Linked DNA regions of Gossypium hirsutum: region 1 is linked to region 2. The links are chromatin contacts, called in public Hi-C maps. All regions are on one chromosome and are shown on one strand. The core of a region is the stretch at or near the end of the contact, and the rest is flanking DNA. Distances in the headings are between cores, read along the strand shown.

Region 1 (4,792 bases), core at 11-2,510, 260 kb before region 2:
AAGTTAACTAATGTTAATTTTTCCATCCATTTTGGGGTGATTTGACAAACAATACAAGTTTTAGAGCTAAAACATGTAAAAATTAAGTGAAAGGCTAAGATGACTCTTTTTTTTTTTTTATAAAGTTAGAGGACCAGATAAGTCATTATGCCCTTAAGATAGAAAATTGAGATAATGAAAAAAATGAACAGATTTAAAAATAAATATTATTTTACTTGAAATATTTGAGATAATGAAAAACGAATAAAATCAAGAAATTATAAACCCTTAAGATAGAAAATTGAGAGAAGAAAATTTTGAGAGAAAATTGAAATATTATGATAGAAAATTAAGAGAAAAATAGTTTGAAATTGAGAGAAAAGATGGATGGATAAAATTGAATGAAAAAAAAATTATACGTGTAGGGTCTGGGGGCCGCTTGATTTTTTTTTTCAATTTTTAGCCATTGGTCCCATGGTTAGAAAATCAATTAAAATTTTCTAATTATTGGGGATCCATTAATGGTTCATATTTAATTTTTTTATTTTTTAAAATAAAAATTTTGTGCAAAGTAAATTTCGAACAACATCTTATGCTTATAAGGTAGCTACATATTAGAAGAACGACTTATTTCCTTAAATTAAAAAAAAAGTAGCCTAATCTCTTAATTTTTCTTTCGAAATGGCATATGCACCTAATTTTCTCAATATTGATTAGATTAAAATATGTGATAAGTTTTTGTACTCTTTGTAAATTTAGAATTTAATCCCTATATTTTTATTTTTAGGAATTTAGTCTCTTTATATTTCAGGTTTTAAAATTTATGTCCAACATTTAATATTTTTAAAATTATTTCATTAAATTTAGGTTCATTGCAACGTAATTTTCATACTTACATGGCAACCAACTAATCATTTTATTTTATTTTAACATGTCACACAAACAAATTTAAAAAATATATATAACATTGTAAAAAATTAATTTAAATTTTAAAAAAATTAAAAAATTAAAAGACTAATTCCTAAAAATAAAAATATAAGAATTAAATTCTAAATTTATAAATAGTATATAAATTTATGGCATATTTTAATTTCATAAATAGTGTATTAAGTTATAAACTTCTTTTAATAATGATATTTAATTATTATAATTATATATAAACTTCAAATATAGATTATAAAATGAATGTAAATAATATGTTTTATCAATTTAATTAAGATCAAAATTTACAGTTATGGGGATCAAATGAAAGATGAGCCAAGCAGACCCTCTAGCTGTTGGTGCAAGATGTCTCACATTCCAGAAATCTGTCTTTATTTCCAAGTTTCTTTCATCGGCTTGAAGCTTTCTAGGGGAGGTAACTACATTTTAATTGATTTTTACAGTTCAATTCACATTTTATAGACATTTAGATTCTCTGTAGCGGCCTTGGATTATATAGTGGCAGCATAATTTTTATATATTGCTTGGAATAGGAGCCATATTTGATTAAAAAATAAAAAAGGATCCGATGCCAAAATAATTGAACTAGTCATAAAATAATGCACGCTGTTTTTGCCTACCCCACTTGCCTACCTGCTTTTTCATATATTTCATAAAAAAAAGACGCAATTCAATTGACCTTTACCAAAAGCAACTCATCTTCGTTTCATTAGTCCATTTGATTTCCAAGACTTAGTATCATCCTTTACACATGATATAATCGTTGTTTAATTTCCAGACTTACAAATTTGTTCTTATCTTCTTTGTTTTGTGTGGGATTTTCTTTCAAACCTTCCAGATTGCAGAAGCAAAGATGGCAGAAGCTCTTTTGGGTGCTGTCCTTGAAGAACTGGTGTCTAAACTGATTTCAATTGCTGCTGAACAAACCAGCCTTGCATGGGGTTTCCAGAAGGAGCTGAAAAGATTGCGTGACTCACTAGAAATGATCGAAGATTTCTTGCAAGATGCAATGGAAAGTCAAACAAAGGAGAAAGCAGTGAAACGTTGGTTGACGAGGCTCAAAGATGTTGCTTACGAGGCCAATGATGTGCTTGATGAGTTTGCTTATGAAATTCTCCGAAGGAAAGTGGAGCTTCGGAACCAAATTTGGAGGAAGGTACTCGACTTCCCTTCTTCTAACAATTCCATTTTATTTCGTCTCAAGATGGCTAATAAAATTAAGGACATCCTTAAATCACTGGATGACCTTAACAACTTGGCCGATCAATTTGGTCTTCAACAGAGAGCTATAGATCGTATAACTCCAGTTCCTGCATATGGAGGACCAAAGGTGGAGACAATCTCCTATCCCGATGACTCAAACATTGTCGGAAGGAAACATGATGTTTCAAAAGTAGTTGACCTGTTAGTCAATCCCAAAGATGAACAGATTGTGTCTGTTGTGCCAATAGTAGGCATGGCAGGTCTTGGCAAAACTACTTTAGCAAAGCTGGTGTATGATGATTTGAATGTGAAAAGGCATTTTGATGTCAAATTCTGGGTGTGTGTTTCTGATCATTTTGATGTCAAGAGGATTTTAAAAGAGATGTTAGAGCATTTTACTGACGATCAGATCTCAATTCCTCAAAATATGAGTGCAATGATTAAGAAACTCAAGGAGAAGATTGAACGAGCCAAAGGAGAAAAGGATCAGATCAGGTATCTTCTTGTACTTGATGATGTGTGGGATGTTGCGAAATGGAAGGAACTGAAGGATTGTCTGATTGGAGTTAATCAAAATGAGGGCAATAGAGTTATTGTTACAACGCGCAGCGAAGTAGTAGCATCAGCAATGCAAGCACTTCCGAATCGAAGGCATCAACCAGGAAGATTAAAAGATGAAGAATGTTGGTCCATAATTAAAGAACGTGCATCGAGAGGCTGTCTAGTGTCTCACGAATTAGAGTTAATTGGAATGGAAAATGCTAAACTGTGTCAAGGTGTGCCATTGGTGGCTAAAGTTATTGCAGGGATAATGTGCAACATTGAAATGAGTCAAGGCACTTGGTTGAAAATTCAAAACAGTGATGTATGGGGTTCAATAGAAAGTGTGTTACAATTAAGTTTCGATCATTTGTCTTCTCCATCTTTGAAGAAGTGTTTTGCATATTGTGCCATGTTTCCTAAAGATTATTGCTTTGAAAAAGAGCAACTGATCCAACTATGGATGGCCGAAGGATTTCTTGGTAGCTCTATGGAAATGATGGATACTGGTAACAAATACTTGAATGAATTGTTATCAATTTCCTTATTTCAAGATGTTGAGAAAGATACATGCGGGAATATTCTCACATTCAAGATGCACGACATGGTGCATGATTTAGCTTTGTCTGTGTCAAAGTTTGATACTTTGATTTTCCAAGAAAATTCCGCTTCTACCCTAAATGAGTTTTTCCATATTCGTCATCTCAATGTTGGATGTGATGGGGAATTATTGCCAAGAATGTTGACAATGGCTGCTCCAAAATTACACTCGTTGTTTTCAGAGATTGATGTGTTCAAAAAACTATCAATAACCTTCACAAGTTTGAGAGTCCTAAAGTTTGTCGGTTCTAATATTCTCGAGTTGCCAACTTCCCTTGGAGAATTGAAGCACCTGAGGTATTTAGACATCTCAAAGACTTCTATCATAGAATTACCCAAGTCTACAACCAAACTTTACAATCTGCAAACATTGAGGCTTTTGGGTTTACGGAGACTCACAATTCCGGATGGATTGAGAAACTTGATAAACTTGAAGCACTTATATTTTGATAGAAAACCTATTCAACCGGTCTTAATTGGAAACCTAACTTGTCTGCAAACATTGCCCATATTTTTTGTGGGTTCAGAAAAGGGACATCGAGTTAAGGAGCTAGGATCTTTAAACGAACTCCGTGGAGAATTAAGGATACGCGACCTTCGACATGTTAGAGACAAACAAGAGGCTCATGGAGCATATCTGCACCTCAAGGAAAAATTATGCAAGGTGATATTTGATTTTAGCTGGAGTAATAACTGTCAGGAAGTGATAGAAGGCCTCCAACCCCACTCAAATTTGCAGAGCTTAATTGTTCGAAATTATCGAGGCGAAAGCTTCCCCTCATGGATGTTCAAACCAGTAGGTGATTCTAATACTGGTTTATTGTTGCTCAACAATTTGATGGAGTTGGAACTTATCAATTGCATCAACTGTGAAAGTCTACCACCTTTGGACCAATTGCGCAATCTCCAACTTCTTAAGTTGGAAAATCTGGGAAACGTGAAATGCATGGCTAACGAATTTTATTGCAATGAAAGTAGTGATAGTAAGAATGAGGTGATCAGAGTATTTCCTGCATTGAAAAAATTGACATTAGTGGGAATGGGAAGTCTAGAAGAATGGACAACAATGGAAACAACAAATACGATCATGTTTCCTTGTTTAGAGGAGCTTCATATTTTTCATTGTTGTTCTTTAAGAAGTGCTCCACTAATGGGACAGTGTTCATCTCTTAAAAAGCTTTGCATTTTGGCGTGTGAAAAATTAAGCAAGATAGGAGATGGGTTTACAACATCCACATGTCTCAAAGAATTGGAGTTAGACTATTGTCCTAATTTAAGCTCGATTCCAAATTTGGAAGGGTTTTCCTCTCTTCTAAATCTATCGGTTTTTAGATGCGACAAATTAAATGTTGTTCCAATAGTAGGAAGTTGTTCATCTCTTGAAAAGCTTAGTATTATTCATTGTGAAAATTTAAGCAAGATAGGAGACGGGTTGAATACCTCCACTTGTCTCAAAGAATTAGAGCTATCCTTTTGTCGTAATTTAACTTCTGTTCCAAATTTGGAAGGATTCTCCGCTCTTCAAAGA
Region 2 (5,117 bases), core at 2,197-4,696:
TTGTACCAAAGGAATATGAAATTTAAGTGTGTGAAATTTAGTTGGTATTATTCATTAACTGGCAGGTACAAATCCAAAAGTAGTGAGTAGGTCCTTGTCTCCTTTGGATTAAGTGGGTTTATTGCAAGTTTAGACCTATTATTTTGTAGTACTAGTTAATCCTTTTAGTATGAAAATTTCAAGTTTAGCCCAACCAAAATTTCCTTGCTTTGTCCTTGTTAATCTGATCCTAACTCATTTGTAAAATTGTCAAAGTAACAAATAATTTTTTAGGGTATCAATATTTTTTTATATATTTTGATAAATTAAAAAAAATTCATACACATCACGAAAATTATAAAATTTAAATAGAAAAAATCAGAATTTTCATCATCTCAACATGACCTTTTAAACTAAAACCGTATTTTATTTTTATATCAACTTTTTTGTAAATTTATTATATAAACTTTTCACTCAATTTGTGAGTGTATCATAATTACACGTAATTTAATTATATTTAGAAAAATGCATTTAATGCACAACCAAGTACAATGCATTAAATATAAATAAATGATTTGGTTTAAATCACTTTTCCCACAAAACTGTCAATTATGGTTGAAATGAAACTATACATAACAATTTAAACCAATCAAAATTAAGTGTATATATATATTTGATTAATATAAAATAAATTGATGAATTTATTCATTTAAATATGAAAATAAAATTAAGTTTAAGTATATATTTGATCTATAATTAAATTTTTATATATATAATTATTTAAAATCTAAATTGATATATTAAAATGCACGTTGAATGAAAATTAATATAAAATTTTATATCGCATTTGTCGTTAGTTTAGTATATATCCTTAAAATTATTTCATAAGTTAATAGTAAATGCATAAGTACATCGTAATAAATTATTGATAATTTATAGAAATCTGAGTGATAAGGTACTTATTGATAATTTAATCTAAACAGCAATGAAGTTGACAAGGTTTTTTAATATCACCATTTGCCATGCTAGAATCATGAATATAAGTTTCTAAAATATTAAGAAGTATTATTATGTCTAAATACGGATTATAGTTATGATTTGATATTCAGCCGGTTATGGATAGGATTCAGTCCTAAAGGCACTTTTATTTTGCGAGAACGAGTGTGCTTAGGAATCGTTTCTCTTGGAGAATTATGGATAGGATCCGATCCTGACGGCATTTCTATCTTGCGAGAACGAGTGTGAATAAGAAACCTTTCTTTTGAAGGATCATGGATAGAATCCAGTCACGGCACATCTAACTTGCGAGAACAAGTGTGCATAGGAATCCTTTCTCTCGAAGGATTACGGATTGGATTCACTCTTGATGGCACTTCTATCTTACAAGAATAAGTGTGAATAGGAACTATTTTTTCAACGGATTATGGATAGTATCCAGTCCTGACGACACTTCTATCTTGTGAGAATGAGTGTGAATAGGAACCATTTCTTTTTCCAGATTATAGGTAAGATCCGATCCCAACGACACTTCTATCTTGCGAGAACAAGCATGAATAGGAACCGTTTCTCTCAAAAAGATTATGGATAGGATAAAATCCCGATGGCACTTCTATCTTACGAGAATGAGTATAAATAAGAACCATTTCTTTCGACAGATTATGCTATATGCTTGTTTGACAGTGTTGCTGGTGGGAATAAGATGGATCGTCTAGGGGTGAACTTTTTTAGGACTACGGACATGATAGTGACGAATTTACTTTGACATGCTCGTCGGCTTCCCCGTTGTCGATGTACGAGCTGTGCTAGTAGACAGTTCTTACCACGAGGTAGATTCAAGCTTCTTAACGTTTCAGTTAGCAGCCAGGGGAGCCTATAGAGAAGGGATTAGAAAGGCAAGGCCTAGGATTAATACATTTGGCGGAGATGTTTGCGAGTTCGGTGTTGGATAAATGCAGGTGGTGGATTCGATCGTTCTGTTGGCAGAGATGTTCCAGTATGTCGGCACTCTCTGAGAAAGGACGAAAGGTCGAGCATCCTACACCATGCAATTGTCCAAGTTCCGATGCTGCCTCTCAACGTATCCAAAACGAGCTTGCTTCAAAAGAGCAAGAAGTTGCTGCTTGATTTTTGTTCATAGCTTAAAAGTAATATGAACGAGGTTTAATGGTTAAGGCTAACCATTTACAATTTATTCATTTAAAATTTAAGATTTATATTTCGAATCTTATCAACATAAGTAACTTAATAAAGTATTCATACAATAAATGATCTCGATTAAAAATTTGACCTAACCATAAACAATCCTACCTCCAAACAAATTATAGACTGAATATAAAAATCATAGCTCCCTCTTTCATATAATAACCATGTCTGTGGTCAATTAGATATCGAATTGTATCTCAAAACATAAACTTTAATGTTCTTACCTCACTTTATTTCACAATATCTCAACACAATCAAATTCATGTTCGGAAAAAATGTAAAGTAATGAAAATAAAATTTAATGTATAAGACACTTTTCTTAAAAGATTTATTATGCTTCGACTATACAACACAATCTTAAAACACCCAAATCAAAATTGTAAAGATAGCTTAGTTTAAAAAGAGGAATTAAACCATTTGACTTACAAACCTTATTGAACTACGGTTGACCGAGAAACAGTTGAACTAGTAGTAAAAAAATTAAGGGTAATCTACAAAAATAGTCACTTTTGTTTGCCTCAGGTTACATTTTAGTCACTTATGTTTGAAATGTTACGTTTTAGTCACTTATGTTATTATTTTGTTACGAAGTGATCACTCTACTGTTAAGTTCTGTTATCTCTCTAACGGTAATCCTACGTGGCAGTCCAAATAGATTTTAAGTGCCAACTTGGATTTCTAAATAGGATAAAAATAGATTTTTAATTAAAAATTTTAATTAATTAAAATTTTAAACCTAAACCTTAACTAAAAAAATTGTCCATATTCTCTTTTTAATTTTTCTTCCATCTCAACTATTTTGATCTTAATAATAGCTTTTCTAGTCAAATGAAAAAAAAAACCCATAGAAAATAAAGAAGAGATAGAAGAAAACTTAAAAAGAGGAGATGAACAGTTTTTTTAGTTAAGGTTTAGGTTTGAAAATTTTAATTAATTAAGTTTTTTTAATTAAGAATTTATTTTAATCCCATTTAGAAATCTAAGTTGGCACCTAAAATCTAGTTGTACTGCCACCTACGATTACCATTAGAGAGATAAATAACGGAACTTAACGGTAGAGTGATCACTTTGTAACAAAATAATAACATAAGTGACTCAAACGTAACATTTTAAACATAAGTGACTAAAATGTAATCTGAGGCAAACAAAAGTGACTATTTTTGTAGATTACCTAAAAATTAATTGAATTAATTTTTTGTTTTTGGCAAAAACCGAAAAAAAAAAGCCCAAGCCTATTTCCTATTCCAATAGGCTCAAATCCAAAAAAGTCAAAAGCCAAACCCAAAAATGTAAAAAAAATTAAAAAAAAAAGGAAAAGAAGAAAACGACCTTTGAAAGTCTATGCCGTATTTGTTGCTTTCGCGTGGCTTCCACACGGCCAATTGCTTGCTTGCTCGCTCGCTGCACTCATCCTTTGCCTTTGCTATTTTCCATTTTTAAAAAGCTGTTTATCACTCTCGGTACGTTACCCTTTTCCTTTCTTTAACGTCTTGTTCTAGGATCATATTATGAAAGCGTGTAGTTTTGATTTTAATAATGCATTCAACATGCTCGATGAAATACCTCTGTGAATTATTAGCTTTCAATGAATTTACTCTGTATATGATGATCGTCCATGAACTAAAATTTATTGGCTGGAGTGTGTTTAAAATTCAGAAACCCCATTTTTCCTATTGGTTCTTTTTTCATCTCATGTGTTAGTAGATGCTGGTAAGTGTATTTATTAGAACCTTCTCAAAATTTGTATGCCGAGATCTTGTTTCTCTGTTTGTTGTTGGGTTTGCTTTATCTGTTGAAAATATTCATTGGCAATGTAGTAATTGCATTGCAGGAGGAGTCACATTGGGGCTTGATGAAGGGTGCATCTAGTAGCTTAAGGGCAGCTTTCTCCCACTGTGTACAGCAAGTGCGGAGCTATGATTATCATCACTACCTATGCCTCCTTGAGCTTCCTGCTAATATGCGAAAGGCTGCATTTGCACTCCGTGCTTTCAATGTCGAAACTGCTAGAGCTATGGATGTTGCTTCTGATCCCAAGATTGGTCTCATGCGCCTTCTTTGGTGGCAAGAAGCCATTGACAAAATTTATGCTAATAAACTGATCGAGCACCCGACAGCCCAGGCACTCTCATCAGTTATATCCGAAAGTAAAATCAGCAAGGCTTGGTTAAAACGGGTAGTTGATGCTCGGATAAATGATGCAAATAGAGACGTTATTGACCTACCGGAGAGTATCGAGGAGTTAGAGAAATATGCAGAAGATACTGCATCAACTCTTCTATACATGACTCTTCAAGCTGGTGGTATCAAGTCTACTGCAGTTGACCATGCAGCATCGCATGTCGGTAAGGCAAGTGGCCTCCTTTTGCTACTTAAGTCGCTGCCATACCATGCTAGCCGCAACCGTCACTTTTCTTACATACCAGCTAAATTGGCAGCCAAGCATGGGCTGCTAGTTAAGGAAGGAGGTCGCTCAGAGATCCGCCTGGACTCTCGGGAGGGCTTATGTGACGCGGTTTTTGAAATGGCATCAGTAGCCAATGCCCATTTGGTGAAAGCCCGTGAATTAGCTAACTCTGTGCCGGTTGAAGCACGAAAAGCACTTCTACCGGCTGTGCCTGCCCAAGTTCTATTGGATTCCCTCAGCAAAGTGCAGTTTGATGTATTTGATTCAAGGTTAGCAAGAGGGGTTCTAGGCAGACCTCCATTGTGGTTCCAATTGAAACTAAAGTGGTATTCATGGCGAGGGATATACTAAATAACATATCGTTACAATTTCTGCTGACCGGAAAACTTTTTGCAGTCGGCTAAACGAACCAGAAACAAGAGCTTTGTTGTATTTGCTCTTTCATAATAAGGGGATTGAGTGTCCTTATGAAACGTGTTTCTTAACCATTGAACTATGATCATTGTGGCCAACAGCTTTGTGATCCTTT

Evidence for each region. Hi-C and Micro-C count contacts between places; a contact is called where the count stands out from the background.
Region 1: a Hi-C map of leaf shows a contact between it and region 2, with 1.7 times the contacts expected there. The contact joins the promoter of LOC107963648 here to the promoter of LOC107963641 in region 2. A contact is called at or near these places in 2 of 34 Hi-C or Micro-C datasets (callus and leaf).

What each region holds. Positions count from the first base shown.
Region 1 is chrA03:2,354,363-2,359,154 of Gossypium_hirsutum_v2.1, reverse strand. It overlaps LOC107963648 (putative disease resistance protein RGA3), which reads left to right and starts at 1,260. Exons shown (of 4, transcript XM_041105472.1): 1 at 1,260-1,336; 2 at 1,760-4,792. The coding sequence starts at 1,775.
Region 2 is chrA03:2,100,225-2,105,341 of Gossypium_hirsutum_v2.1, reverse strand. It overlaps LOC107963641 (NADH dehydrogenase (ubiquinone) complex I, assembly factor 6), which reads left to right and starts at 3,446. Exons shown (of 2, transcript XM_016900065.2): 1 at 3,446-3,641; 2 at 3,999-5,117. The coding sequence starts at 4,034. The coding sequence ends at 4,939. LOC107963642 (21 kDa protein) reads left to right here. Exons shown (of 1, transcript XM_016900068.2): 1 at 1-50.